3 separate regions of the Mus musculus genome follow, and all the other regions are linked to region 1. A link is a contact called in public promoter capture Hi-C data. All regions are on one chromosome and are shown on one strand. Each heading gives the region's core, a stretch centred on a gene start, on an enhancer-like site or on the middle of the called end of the contact. The rest is flanking DNA. Distances are from core to core; before and after follow the strand shown. Region 1 holds the start of Btnl9 (butyrophilin-like 9). Region 2 holds the start of Trim7 (tripartite motif-containing 7). Region 3 holds the start of Irgm1 (immunity-related GTPase family M member 1).

Region 1 (4,527 bases), core at 804-3,303:
GCTCTTGTCAGCCTAGAGGGAAAGTGTGTTCCTTCCAAAGGGGCAAGTACGTGAAGTGGTAGCTCTTGTTAGCTAAGGACAGTTTGTTCTTCCCCAAGGGGCAAGTAAATGGGGTAGCATGTTCCAGAATTGCTATCTGTAGTCATTTCTCTGTTGTGATAAACACGTGATTGCCATCACTGAAGCTATGGGGGGAAAAAGGTTAAAATATAAGGTGTATACGTGAACACACGCACACACACACACACACACACACACACACACACACACACACACACACTGAGGTAGAAGCTCCACTCTATCACCTCTAACTGTGTGTGAAAGTGTCCCACATGATTCAATTTCCCAACTTGTAATATAGGCTTATTGATGAAGGTAGTAATAACTTTGTCACCAGCCTCTTCACAGACAGGAGTCACAGGTACTCAGTGTCTGTTCACTACTCAGGGATAGCTATTGGATAGCCTTTAATCGAAAGCCAGTAGTCTGGAAACTTCCTGAAGTGACTAGAAAAGAGTACACACACACACACACACACACACACACACACACACACACACACACCATGTAAATTCCCACAAGCAATAAACATAAATTAAATACTTACTTATTGAACACTCACATATTCCGTCAGTATTACTACTACTTTTACCAAAAAGCCCAAATTATAGGTAGGTAAGCTGAGGCATGTGGGACACCTTCACACACAGCTAGAGGTGGCAGAGGGAGATTTCTTCCTCAGCTGTTGTTTACAGCATCTGTTTTTCTCTCCCAGCCTCTCCCCAGCTGTGCTGTGTCAGGTCTGGCTTCTGATTTCATTTGCATCAATAACTACAAACCATCATGCTGTTATGAGGCACCCAGCCTCAAGCAGTGCCATACCCACCCGCACTAAAGAAGAAACTAGGTCACAAATGATGAATTTAAATTTTACTGCCAAAGAAAAAGAATGAAAGCTTAAACCAAAGTGTCCCCAAGACTTTGTCATCAGCCTTTTAGACAGGAGTCATGGGACTTCAGTATCTGTTCAATATTCAGGGGTATCTGCTGGATAGCCTGTAATTGGAAGCCTGGAAATTTCCTGAAGGGACAAGAAGAGAGTTTCCTAAAGTGACTTTGTGTGCCATTCACCACACTACTCCCCACCTCAAGGCTCCTCTCCACCTTCCCTTCAGTTAAAGGCTTTGATCCTTCCCACAGCTTCCCCCAAGGAGAAACACTTTCTAGTTTTCACCACGTGTGCCAAGGTTGCCACGGGCTCCAGAGTCTGATCCAGGTGGAGAAGTTTGGCTGGAGAAAGGAGAAAGCTAGACACGCTGAATTGGGGTGTGGTGGTGGTGGAAGATGGAGACCTCGGTGAAGAGGCCTCAGACCTAGCTAAGTTGTCCCGGTGATCCCTTGGGATGCTACTTTCTGAAGCTATGAAGGACACAGAGCTCGTGCACACTGTAGTACTGAAGCCCACCTCTCACGTCTGCTGTTCTGCACTGTTGTTTTGCAAACCACAATCGGTACATTTCATCTTGCAGTTTATCCCCATAAGTTCCAAAGGGCAAATGAGACCTGCGCACTTCCTAATCCTTTCCCACTCCAGTGCCCTCTACTGCCCACTAGCTTGCATCAGTGTGATTTTACTTGGTCTATAAGAGGATTTCCATCCTCATAAAGAGCTGAGTCACTTTAAGAAGGGAGGACCAAAAGAATGAACCCTTTTCATCTGCAGGGGAAAAGGATGCATCGGAACTTTGCCTCCTCAGAGGAGCCAGCCTGAATGGGCATCTCCCCTAAGACAACCAAAACATCCCACGCACCCCAGCAACCAAACCACCAGAACTGGGTGATGAGAGCATATGTGATTCCACCTATGCTGTGCTTCCCCTAGGGTGCTTTCTATCTTTTTCTGCTTTCTGTTTCTAGAAGGTTCATACAAGTGTTGCAAAGGAGCCACGTACCTTTCAGGTAACAGAAGAAGATCCAAGCGGTAGAGGGATGCTGGCAATCTCACCTCCCTCTAAAGGGGGTGATTGTGAAATGTTAGTCCCTGATGCTAAGCTGCTTTGGATGTGGGCTGGCAGCTGGGTTCAGGAAGAGGATGCAGCTCACTGGTGACAAAATTACTCGCCCACCTTTCACCTTAGGACATAAACTATTGGTTCTGCCCTTTGTTATAAAAACCAAGATAGATAGAACAAAACGAGGAAGTCTCCGTCATATCCCGTCCTCGTGGAAAAAAATCTCAAGCTAAGTTCCCATAGAAAATGACCCTCCAGTGTCTTAAAAAGAGGCCAAAGGTGCCTGGGAACTTCGTTAGAACAGGCTGCATCTGCAGGTGGCTAAGAAGAGAAAAAGAATGCCCAAGCTGGCCATCCAGGATTTCTGGATAGATCAAGCTGGATATCCAGGGAGGCTGGATGGTGGTCCAAGGCCAGCCCCTCTAGCTTCCCAGTAACACTGAGACAGACTGCAGTCTCCATTAGAAGTTGGGAAGTGCTTGTGCCCAGCTCTGACTTAACCCATCATATCCCTCTCTGCAGGGAAACACCCGGCGGAAACCTCCTGGGAACACTGTCACAAGCAGACTTAGAACAGCGTTCATATACAGCGCGGAAACAGTGGGGTATAAGCATTTCTGCAGTGAAGCTGCACTCTACATGAAGCTGAATGCGAACAGAAGAGAGGCTGCTAGAGGTGGCGAATCTACCCTTCTCTTGAGTTTGTTCTATAAAGTGTGTCCTTCCTCTTCAAGACTCTCCAGTCACTTAACCTTCACCCCTTGCTCTTGCTTTCCCACAGTCCTCTCTCTGCATTCTCCATGTGGAGATCCTCCTAATCTCTCCACGGAGCCGGAAGGCAAAGCTGTGTCACACGCTCCGCCCATGCGCATGGCATTCTATAGGTCTCTTTCCTACCAATCGGCACTCTTTCCAAGATCCTACTCAAAATTCCTGCCTCTGATGGGTGGACTTGACCTCTTCCCATGTGCACACTTCTTTCTTCCCAGTCTTCGTGCAGGGGGTCTCTGAGACCGCCATAGCCTGCAGAGTATGGTCCATAGGAGCCGAGAAGGTAGTTTGGTTCAACACAATTAAGCAGCCGATATTGGTTCAAACTTTGGGCGTTTTACCCCCAAGTGGTTTATTTTAGGCATATGAATGCCCTACACATAAATAAATGTGCCTGCAATGGAAATCTGTGTAAAGTGCATATGATGCCTTCCAAAAAGAAAATAGGCTCTATGGATTGAGAAAAACAAGCTTATGATAAGGGTCTGGGGGAGGGTCCTGTGGGGTCTCAGACTCACAGACAGTACAAAGGTCATTAGGCTATTGACCGTGTCTGCTGCCAGCCTTCTGGGCAGCTAACGGGTTATGACTTCCTTCTTTCGAAGGATCAATCCTGTGTTTAGCACTCCAGACTCCCCAGGTGCTTATCTGTGAGCACAAGGACCTCTGGGCCGCCTATATCTCCCTCGTTTTTACTTTTTAAAGAAAAATTATGGTTGTAATAGAGTCCAAGGTTGAATGCATTACCTTCATGGCTGGTATAACTAACTAACACAGGCAAGGATAAAATAATTATAATAATAGCTAACAGAGAATCAAGGAAAGGGCAAAGCCATCTTAACATGATGGGTATTCAGAGGTCACTTGAGAGATTTTATCTCTTTATGCAAATCATGAATTTGACCTTCTGTAATGTGAGAGAAATCTAACACAATAAAGAAACATGTCAGGAAATTGTTGACAACCAAAATAATGCTCCAGCAACAAATTATCTATAGTAGCTTTATTTTGTAAAACTGTGACTCTAAATTCAACCATCTCTGGGTTAATTTCTGATAATATTTTTGCTATAATATTAGTAGTTTTACTACTAATTATATACTATAGTAATTATACAGGCCACTCTCTGTATTCCAGGAATCATTCCTGTGATTGGTAATAAGAAAGCTGCTGTGGATGCAACTATTACAGGGTCCCATAGATGCAACTTGGAGGGAAGTCTCTTAATTCTGCTGATCAATTGTAAAGCTTTCCTGGAAAAATGGATGTAATATGGCCTATCCCACATAACACCATTCACACAGATCCATCCCAAAGGCAGTTGTTTGCCAGAGGGAAGGGTATGGTTAGAGGTGGGATTACAATCAGGAGAGATATAAGTTATATATAATTTAAGATAACATGTAAAGCATATTCAATGTGATTAAAAAACAGCATTGACAGGAATATCAGGGGATCCTGGTGCAGATGGATTCTAATGCATATGAGTAACTCCTATGCTATATATATATATATATATATAATTATTATTATATATATATTATATATATTCCAGGAATAGATGGGTATCTTCTGATGCAAAAAGATTACTCTTGTTAGCTGTCAGACACCAAATGAAGCCAGAGTTTGTTTTATAAATCACTGGCAACAGATAGTGCTATTTTGCAACAATATCAACTTTGGTAAGCAGTATGACAGACAGTATTTTTTATCTTTATACAACTATAATTTCCACTAACAAAGC
Region 2 (4,527 bases), core at 1,022-3,521, 350 kb before region 1:
TCTGTACTTACCCACTGAACCATCTCCAATCCCTACCCCCACCGCCAATCGTAAATTGTTGTAAGGTATTCACCATAGACTCCTGCTCAGACATGGGTAGAAGCCAATAGAACGTCTTTATTTGTCATCTGACTACTACACTGGGTTTACAGGATCCCAGTGTAGCCCCGAGCCCTTCTCAGGGTGAGCTTTTAAATACACAAGCATGGTCTGAGTTGACATTCTTCAGTTAACCAGAACAGTTGGCCAGAAGCAGATCTATAGAAGCAAGGTTAGTACATTTAGAGATTTTCCTCAGAGCGATGCAGACTTGGATGGATTAGGTCTTTGCTTTAGATGGATTAGGTTTTTGGCAGGTGGTGCTGTCTAAACGCTGAGTGTGACAGCCTGTAATGGCACTTCCATCATGGAGTCAGTTGTGCTAAGATCTCAGGGCCTATTAAGTCTGTGGCCCTGTAACAAAATCTGTGTGTGATGGTCTGTAGGCTTCATGGATAAAGTAGCATTTGAGAGGAGGCCTGGAGACGCCGGGTATCACACTGTACAGATTTTGGCCAGAAGACAGATCAGCGAGATGAGCCCAGGGACTGGCTCGCTGGTAAAGAGCTAGTTGTGTGTCTGGGTGACAGTCGCAGGTCAACCATAAACTAATCAAACTGCTTCAATATGGTGTCCCCGTGAGTCAGGTGCTCTGCTGTATACTCAAGAGGTCTTTGCCACACTGGATTACATATTGTATGTGAATGAGAGATTTGGATAGAAAAAGTGACCAAGTTAAAATAAAAACTGCAAAGGCATAAGCGAGATACTTGAGAGTTCCACAGAAAAAAACTTTTTTTTTTTTTTTTTTTTTGAAGCTGGGTTTCATATAACCCAAGCTGACCATGGGGGATGGGATGGCTATGACAAGGGATGACCTTGAACTCCTGACCCCGTGCCCTTTAACGCTGTGATTTACAGGTCTGTGCCACCAGGCCCAGCAAATAACACATCACCGAAGGTCCTCGATGTCATGACTCTGAGTTCTTGGTGAACCAGAAGAGCCTTAGCTCACCATCAGTTGTCCTGTGCCTGAAACCGGTGGCCATTCTTTAGTCCAGGGATTCACTTGTTTCTTCAACTGACCTAATAATGTTCCTTATCTTCAAAATAATTGTAGGTGAGTTTGCAGAAAATTTAAAACGTCCCATGGTGGAAGAGGAGAGTCAAGCAAGAGCCTTGAGGTTATTATGAAGACTTCAACTTCTTTCCTGGGAGTTAGCAGCCACTCACTGGTGGGGTTTGAGCAGAGGGCTCTGATGGATACTGTGGAGACATGGGCTCTGAAAGGGTTCTCTAAAGTTAAAAAAATTTTTTAAAAATGGAAGCGATTGTAGAGTGTGGTGACTGAGGCCGGGGGATTGAACCAGGGCAAGGAGCCGAGTGGGGGACTCTAGAACCCAAGAAGAAAGTAGGAGGTCATAGACCGGAGAGAAATGGAGGTGGTAGCATCCCGAGTGGCGAGGAGAAAATGCTGTGAGGAAGGACAGACACACCAGAGAGGTGAGGTTTGCAACTCTCGGTTAGAATTGGGCGAGTGGATAGAGACATTGACAAGAGAGGTTTTGAGAGAGGCAGAGAAAGAAGCTTGACCCAAGTGGCCTCCAGAATGAAAGGATAGAAAAACTACTCCAAAAACAAAAACAAAACGGTCCCTGGAACCCAGCTGTATACCAGCTGGGGAGAGACAGAGGGATTTGGGGTAGGTGTGGATTCTGAATGAAATGAGGGTAAATGGCTGTATTACTTGTTCAAAATTAAAGGGATAACTGTAAGAGATGATGTAGTTACAAAAGTGGACAAAAGGCCACGCTTGGGATGAGGAGGTAGAGCCAAATTCCAGACCCTAAGTTTAGCTCAGCGCAGTGCCAGGATGAGTCGGTATGCGGGGAACCAGACACCTTGTCCCGGGAGCCAGGCCTTTGCCCCTGTAGGGCAGGGTCAGCCTAGGTCAGCTACTGGGAGTGGAGCCCAGCTGGCCTTGCGCGCTCACCTGTCCCCGACAGTTCCCTACTGCTGACTGGGCCATACTGGGCGGCCTAGAAAGGCGGTGGAAGGGGGGTCGACAAAAGGGAGATCGGGGCTAGGGTGGTGGCTTTGGGAACCCAGAGAAAGGGCAGCACCTGCCTCCATTCTCAGCTGGGTGCACCCTCGGCTCACGTCTCAGCTTGCCCGCTGCCGGCCCCGCCCCTCCTCGCCCAGTGGGTACTCGGAGCTCAGCCCAGCTTGGACAGTAGCATCCAGGGACCTCCCCAAAGCCACAAGACTCGAATGTACTAAGGACACGGATGGCGACTGTGGGGCCGCGGACCGGGCCGAACGCAGGAGCCGAGGCGCTGGCCCTAGCGGCAGAGCTCCAAGGCGAGGCGACGTGCTCCATCTGCCTAGAGTTTTTCCGGGAGCCGGTGTCAGTCGAATGCGGCCACAGCTTCTGCCGAGCCTGTATTATGCGCTGCTGGGAGCGTCCCGGAGCTGGGACCGGCACGGCGACCCGCACGCTGCCCTGCCCACTGCCCTGTCCTCAGTGCCGCGAGCCCGCGCGCCCCAGCCAGCTGCGACCCAATCGACAGCTGGCCGCGGTGGCCTCGCTCCTTCGGCGCTTCAGCCTGCCCCCCACCGCCCCCGGGGAGCGCGGGACTCCAGCGGTGCCTGCCCGGGCGGCGGCTGCGCGGTGCTCCCAACACGGAGAGCAACTTAAGCTCTACTGCCAAGACGACGGCCGCGCCATTTGCGTGGTGTGCGACCGCGCCCGCGAGCACCGTTCGCACGCCGTGCTGCCGCTGGAGGAGGCGGTGCAGGAGGCCAAGGTGGGTGCAGGATGTCCCGGAGCCCTGGCTCTGCTCCAGCCCTCCCAGCTCTCCTTGCGGACTGCAGGCAGGGTCCTACAGAAAAGCCCCGGTCTCCTTTTTCTCTTTCTAAAACTGTTTTCCCCTCATCTCTTCTCGTCCCTCAGAGCCCGATGCCTGGAGGCCTGGAAGATGGCCCCAGGGACTTGAAATCTTGTCTGTCCCCAACCGCTAATGTAACTCTGCCCAGGAGAAATTCTGTTTGTCACGCCCACATATCCACTGCCACACTCCTACTGCGTTCCCAGGGGCGTGGCACTACACAAAGTACCAAGTTCAAAGAGGAAGAACACAGAATAGCGTCCTGGGTTAGGTGGTCTGTCTGAAGGGCTGTGAAGCCCATTGGTTCTGGGCATCTTCCCTTTTAGTCTGTCCCTCGATAGGCTGCGGCACAAGAGGCGTGTGCAGCTCCCAGTCTCTGCTGCCCTGTTGTGCTCCAGCCTTCCTACAGGATGAGAGGAGAGCTGAAGATAAGATAGACCGAACCAAGGTGGGAGTCTCGATTCTCACCGCAGACCACGTGATTGATGCCCTTGAGGAAGTGAGACTCCCGGACCTTTGGAGTTCCCCTGCATTTGTTCTGCACCAATAGGCTTAGTCTGCAAGTCTCTGTTCACCCCATAGCCAGAGATGGTATCTATCCAGTCTCCTGCTCCTGAGAGCAGAATCTTGGCTTTCTCCTGGATGGTTCTAGGAAAGTACACGAGAGGGTATCCAGAATTTTCTGACCACGTGTCTTCCTTCTACCACAGGAGTTGCTGGATTCCAGGCTGAGGGCCTTGAAGAAGGTACTGGAAGACTATGAAGCGTTCCGGTCAACAGAGGAGAGGGAGAGCAAGGAGCTTCTAGTGAGTCCAAGTGTGAGAAGCATAGGGTTGTGGATGACCAAGGCAGAGAGAGAGAGAGAGAGAGAGAGAGAGAGAGAGAGAGAGAGAGAGAGAGAGAGAATATGGTTGAAACAGTAGGGTGGATTTCAGAAAGACAATATGGTATACATTACAGAGGTTGACTATATAATTTATAATATAAACTAGAGCTGTTCAATTCATCTTTAGGGTGCACAGTCATTCGTAACAAACCAGTTAGGACCTGTAGCAGCATCTTGTAATTTGAATGCATTAGCATTTCTTCACAGAAACACGTCATATTAAGTAGGAACATACGGTGAGGAGCCACACATGCCTGAGGCATGTTCTGCCACAGGAGGAAAAAAAACAGTGAGGAAAACGTTTTGTTTTCTGAGCTTTAATTTAAGAATTAGAGGTTTCTGGCTGGGCAGTGGGGGCACATTCCTTTAATCCCAGCACATTGAGTCAAGGCCGGCAGATCACTGTGAGTTCGAGGCCAGCCTGGTCTTCAGCATGAGTTCCAGGATAGCAAAACTGCACAGAGAAGCCCTTTGTGCTGATGCTGAGGAGGGATCAGAGCTGTTCCTGGCAGAGCACTGTGGCTTGGGGACTTGTTTTGGTTACTATGGACAAACACGAGTCACTATCATTTTCTACCTCACAAATTCAGTTCTTGGCTCAAAGGTGCCTGAGAATGAAAGGAGGAACCACGAGTGCCTTTTAAGGCAAGGTCATTTGTTTATGAAACTGGGATCAGAGGGGAGGCCTGGAGGGACCCTCTTATGCTTTAAAAA
Region 3 (4,527 bases), core at 1,197-3,696, 320 kb before region 1:
ACTGTGTCTAAGTCCTGAACTATACACAGAGTATGTAAGAAATCCAAAGGCTGATCCCTGCAATATGACTCCACGTTTCTGTCTTTACGATGAAGACAGTCCTACTAAACAGAGGATTTGATGCATGCTGAGGGGTTTTGTTTGGAAACCTTGATCTACTCACTGCCACCAATTGTCACTTACCCTTTATATGGACACACATTTCATAATGTTGGAGACCAATTTTTCTGCCCTCTCTTATAAGCACCACATAACTGAACTACACTGATAAAGGAGCTCTCCCCAGCTTCTCCAACTCTATAGAACTTGGTTTAGGGTTAAACTCATCAACAGACCAAGGTGCTTTATCAAATAACTACAAAGATGTCCAGAATTCAGTGAGAGGGAGGACATGGGAAAGGTTGCCGTCACATATCACATCTGCATAGGGGCTGCCAGCCTGTCCAGCCTTTGACTATAGAAGCCATTCAGGGTCCCCCTCCAGCAGTTCTCATGTCAGACTGGCCAAGCTACGGAATATCCAGGGCTGTACTTCCTGCTTCAGTGTCAAGGGGCCCTGAGCTGGGTGTATAGGCACCAGAGTGGGCTGGTGATAAAGTCTGAGACAAAGCTGGCTGGAAGCCAGGGGGATGAAGCTGGACAAACTTCAGGGGTTGAAAACATTCTGTAATGGGGTGCAGAGACGGGGTACACAGACAAGAAGCTGTGTGACATTCAGTAGTGTCTTGTCCTCAAGGCAATTCTCTCCCCTCCATCTCACCTATCATTAGCCAGGGTCTAGTTCTGTATTGGTTTTACTTAACTGAGTTCCACTCACCAGAGTAGAAGATGAGAGCAAACCATGCTTTCTCAGAACTATTTATGTAACTGTGACTGTAGATGGAGACTTCCCACCTGCCTGCACACCCGAGAGCACCCGGTGCTGGACCCTGGACCTGCCTGCACACCCGGGATGGTGCAGGTCACAGCTGCACGCAGGAGCCAGTAACTCTCAGGAGGGCTGCTGAAGTCCATACATTACAAGCAGACTGGGAAAGGGCATGGATAACTGTATGAAGCTGCAGGATCCTCCAGGAGCCACACAGGAATGTTGGTGTGGACAGCCTTGGGATACCGTGCCTCAGAACTCCAACCCAGTATTTACAAAGAGCCCTTAGAATTCTTTCTGGGATTCAAGTGACCCTCCACTTCCTTTTTTGAGGATCATGACCAGATTATACTCCTATTTCACCTCTCTGCACAGGGGCGAAGATCCCCAAAGAAGAATATAGATCCTTGTGGCTGTCAATCTGGGAAAGAGGATGAGACCCGTGAGGAAATGTCTTTCGAGTCTCGCAACCGACACAGAACGGAGAGCATGCTCGCACACACTTGCCCATAGCTGCATGAAAGGTAGCAGGGACCACACAATTCCCTCTGATATTTATTTATCTTTGGAAAGTGTGATAAACTTGCTCACGGTGAATGGGGACAGTACTGAACCCACATGCTCTGGGAAGATGGTATTTGAAAAGCTCCCATCTCATTAACTATAAACTTACAGACTAGTGAAGGAGGTGGTTCCTTAAACAGAGACACTTTCTCCAATGCAAATAAAACATTTTAATGGAGTCAGACAAAAAGGTCACTATGATACCTTATACTCAAAACCTACTCTGAGATTCCTATTCCATGGGTAGTCCAGATAAGAAACAAACCTCCCCCCCCCCCTATTTTTTTCATGTATCCTAGATATTGCCTGTGGTCCATTCTAATCCTGGGCGTTTATTTTGTGGAGCTATGAAGAGACGCTATCTTAAATTCCAAGAGAATATGGGTTGGCACGCTCTGCCCTCCTTCAAATTTAGCCAGCATTAGAAGAACCACAAGGCCAGAAATAAGGTGAGGTACGCATTTGCCTCCAGGCTGGTGGTTTAGATATATCTGAACAGCAAAGATACAGCAGGGCTGTGTGGTACTAGACAGTCAAAGTGAGGCTCTGCTGTGGACACTGCCTGAGCAAAAGAAACCAGACCCCAAGGTCACATGACCTGTTTTCACGGTTTTACCGTTCATATTATATTGGGGGATTCATATTAGATTGGGGGTGGCCAAGCTACATTTAAGAGACTTTTACTTACCTGATCCAGAGGAGTTATTATGTGTGATTCGATGTTAGTGGCCTTCCTGGAACGTCACCCCTTTCTTCCTAGGACAAAAACGTTGCTGTCCTCCGGCAGAAGTTCCCTATGTAGAGATCCAAAACTGGAATATAGACCCGGATGTTGAGAGATGAGATGCAGAGGTCTGGAGTCCTTCTGAGAGGAGACGAACCAAGAGGAGGTCTGATCGCGTGGATTTTCTTTCAGCTTCTGGTCTTCGAGCAGACCTTGCTTTTTGTCCTGCACTTTCTAGACCGGAGATATGCCTGCCTGGGCCCAGCGGGGGAGCGGGGGGGGGACGGACTCGAATTGAGAATCAGTTTCGGTTTCTATTTCTTGAAACAGGCTAGTTTTCAGGATTAGGCTGGGCGGGCTGCATAGTAGTCTTCAAAGAGGAGCAGAACCCTGCTGTGCTGACTCACCGTCAACAGGGGTCGGGATGAGGGATTGGAGGTGGTGGTGGAAGTGGAGGGTGGGGGCGTTGGGGTTGGAGTTGTGTCTGTTTAGGGACTTTAACAGCCAGCCCCGCGTCAGACCTTCCAGTGTCTGAACCTGCTACTTCTTTCCGTGGATACCACCTGTGGAGATGCTGGCCCTGGGCAATGCTAACCTCCAGACCCAGCAACCTCAGGCCACCCCGAGCTTGGAGGCTGCACTGAGACCTTGTTCTGTATGATCGTTTACCCCGTTTGCCGGCTCACTTGATTAATCACACCTCTCTATATAAAGGAGAATGTCAGAGCACCAGGGAGTCGAGAATCGGGTTCTTGTCCTCGTTAGTGTTTGAGAGGGAAGAGGGTATGAGCTGAGAGGGGACATACTTCATTTTCCTCAGATCTAGGAGGTAGATTATTAGAGAGTAAACGCAGGGGCTGGACGCTTTGACCATGGCATAGAAGCACTGACCCCTGTGTAACGTTTTCATGAAGAAAAACAGAATTTTTTTTTTTTAAAGCAACCGGCCACGGTCACAGTGACAGAGGGGGCAGCGAAGAGGAGCCAAGTAGCTTTCAGAGTGTCGGGCGGCTGTTATTCTCTCTGCTGCTCTTCTGTACCTACCGGTGAGTTCTTACTGCACAGCAAAGAGGGGCAGAGCTGAGCCTGTTCCATAGTCACTGCGAGAGGGAGACAGATTGGGCCAGGAGGAATGAGGCGGCTCCTCACACAGGCACTAACCAGTGTTCCAAACTCTACTTCTGCCCATTACAGGCTCAGTATTGCCCAGAGGTTTGGGCAATGTGATCCTCTGGTCACAAGGAGCCCTTTGTCACCCCTCCAAGTGACCAGTAATGTGATCCTCTACCGGCGCTGGTGGCTTTCTCTTTCTCCTTACCGGAAAAGACTGAGTTGCTGAGAAGAGGAACAAGTGTGAGCTGTTGTTTAATGAACTGGAGGCCTTGAGTGATAGCCAGGATCTGTCCTTGTTTGATTCCTCTAAGCCCTCAGCTTCTCCTCAAAGCCTGAGGAGAAAGCAGGCTAGTTTCAATGTCTGTCTTTGAGAGACTGGACAATCTGTATGTCCTGCTTTCTTTATGTGATTTCTATAAGAACAAACAGGAACAGGTCTGAGCACAGTACAGGAAGGCCAGGAAGAGAGTTTCTGGAACCTTCTGTCTCAGTGAGCCAGCATTTCAACTCAGCACTTTGTGTTTCCCCAGGGCCAGGGTCTCCCTTGAGCTCAGAGTTAGTTCTCTCAGGCTCTTGCTCCTGCGGAGGAACTGAGGCTGGGCACAGCAGGGTTTGTTATAACTGGGTGTCAGGTAAAGATTCCTCAGGGCAGGATGCTGTGTGTACACAGTCAATAATCAGAACACAGGCGGTCTGTCCTTAAAAATGTCACTGGCCGAGAATCTTTGGCTTCCCTAACCTACTCTCTGTGTAGACCAGGCTGGCCTTGAACTTACGGAGTTTACCTGCATCTGCTTCCTGAGTGCTGGAGCTAAAAGCATGAACTATCAAGACGAGCAAAGGCTGAGTTAATCAAGATCCTGTCTTAGTACCAGGTTCTTACTCTGGTTAATCATTCATTCACTGTAGAAAGGAAAGGAAGAGTCAACAGTTACAAAAGCACAGTATAGGCATTTCTCTGTTTACTTTTCTCTGACACCGAAGTGTGGGGACTTGCCTTTTCACCCTGTTGTTCAGCAGGGAGACCCTGGTACAGTTCATTAATCGCCACACCATGTTAGTTACTCCTTACAGAAAGATTCATGGAGATTCACTCTTGGGAACCAAGGTCTTGGACATAGCTGGTGACCTGTCAATCACGATCTCACACCTATCCTGCATAATAAGGCATATACATGTACATACAGACACTCATAAATCTACACACACACACACACACACACACACACACACACACACTTGAGGTCACCGAGCCTAC

What was found. Promoter capture Hi-C pulls out the DNA fragments that hold promoters and counts their contacts. Capture Hi-C pulls out chosen DNA fragments and counts their contacts.
Region 2: a promoter capture Hi-C map of liver shows a contact between it and region 1, with 2.9 times the contacts expected there. The contact joins the promoter of Trim7 here to the promoter of Btnl9 in region 1. A contact is called at or near these places in 6 of 39 promoter capture datasets (the 3T3-L1 cell line, the HPC-7 cell line, maxillary cranial neural crest and 2 more), 3 of 115 datasets of contacts at active chromatin or transcription factors (bone marrow-derived macrophages, embryonic midbrain and stem cell-derived neural progenitor cells) and 3 of 9 other capture datasets (adipose tissue, liver and pancreatic islet).
Region 3: a promoter capture Hi-C map of liver shows a contact between it and region 1, with 9 times the contacts expected there. The contact joins the promoter of Irgm1 here to the promoter of Btnl9 in region 1. A contact is called at or near these places in 25 of 39 promoter capture datasets (the 3T3-L1 cell line, 3T3-L1-derived adipocytes, the C10 cell line and 16 more), 1 of 15 datasets of contacts at CTCF or cohesin (the NIH/3T3 cell line), 73 of 484 Hi-C or Micro-C datasets (B cells, the Ba/F3 cell line, the C2C12 cell line and 47 more), 19 of 115 datasets of contacts at active chromatin or transcription factors (the HPC-7 cell line, T-cell acute lymphoblastic leukemia, acute myeloid leukemia and 15 more) and 5 of 9 other capture datasets (adipose tissue, embryonic stem cells, liver and 2 more).

Annotation. Positions count from the first base shown.
Region 1 is chr11:49,185,036-49,189,562 of GRCm38.p6, forward strand. It overlaps Btnl9 (butyrophilin-like 9), which reads right to left and starts at 2,054. Exons shown (of 10, transcript NM_172793.2): 1 at 1,953-2,054.
Region 2 is chr11:48,835,200-48,839,726 of GRCm38.p6, forward strand. It overlaps Trim7 (tripartite motif-containing 7), which reads left to right and starts at 2,272. Exons shown (of 7, transcript NM_001347446.1): 1 at 2,272-2,846; 2 at 3,638-3,733. The coding sequence starts at 2,328.
Region 3 is chr11:48,868,974-48,873,500 of GRCm38.p6, forward strand. Irgm1 (immunity-related GTPase family M member 1) reads right to left here and starts at 2,447. Exons shown (of 3, transcript NM_008326.2): 1 at 2,121-2,447.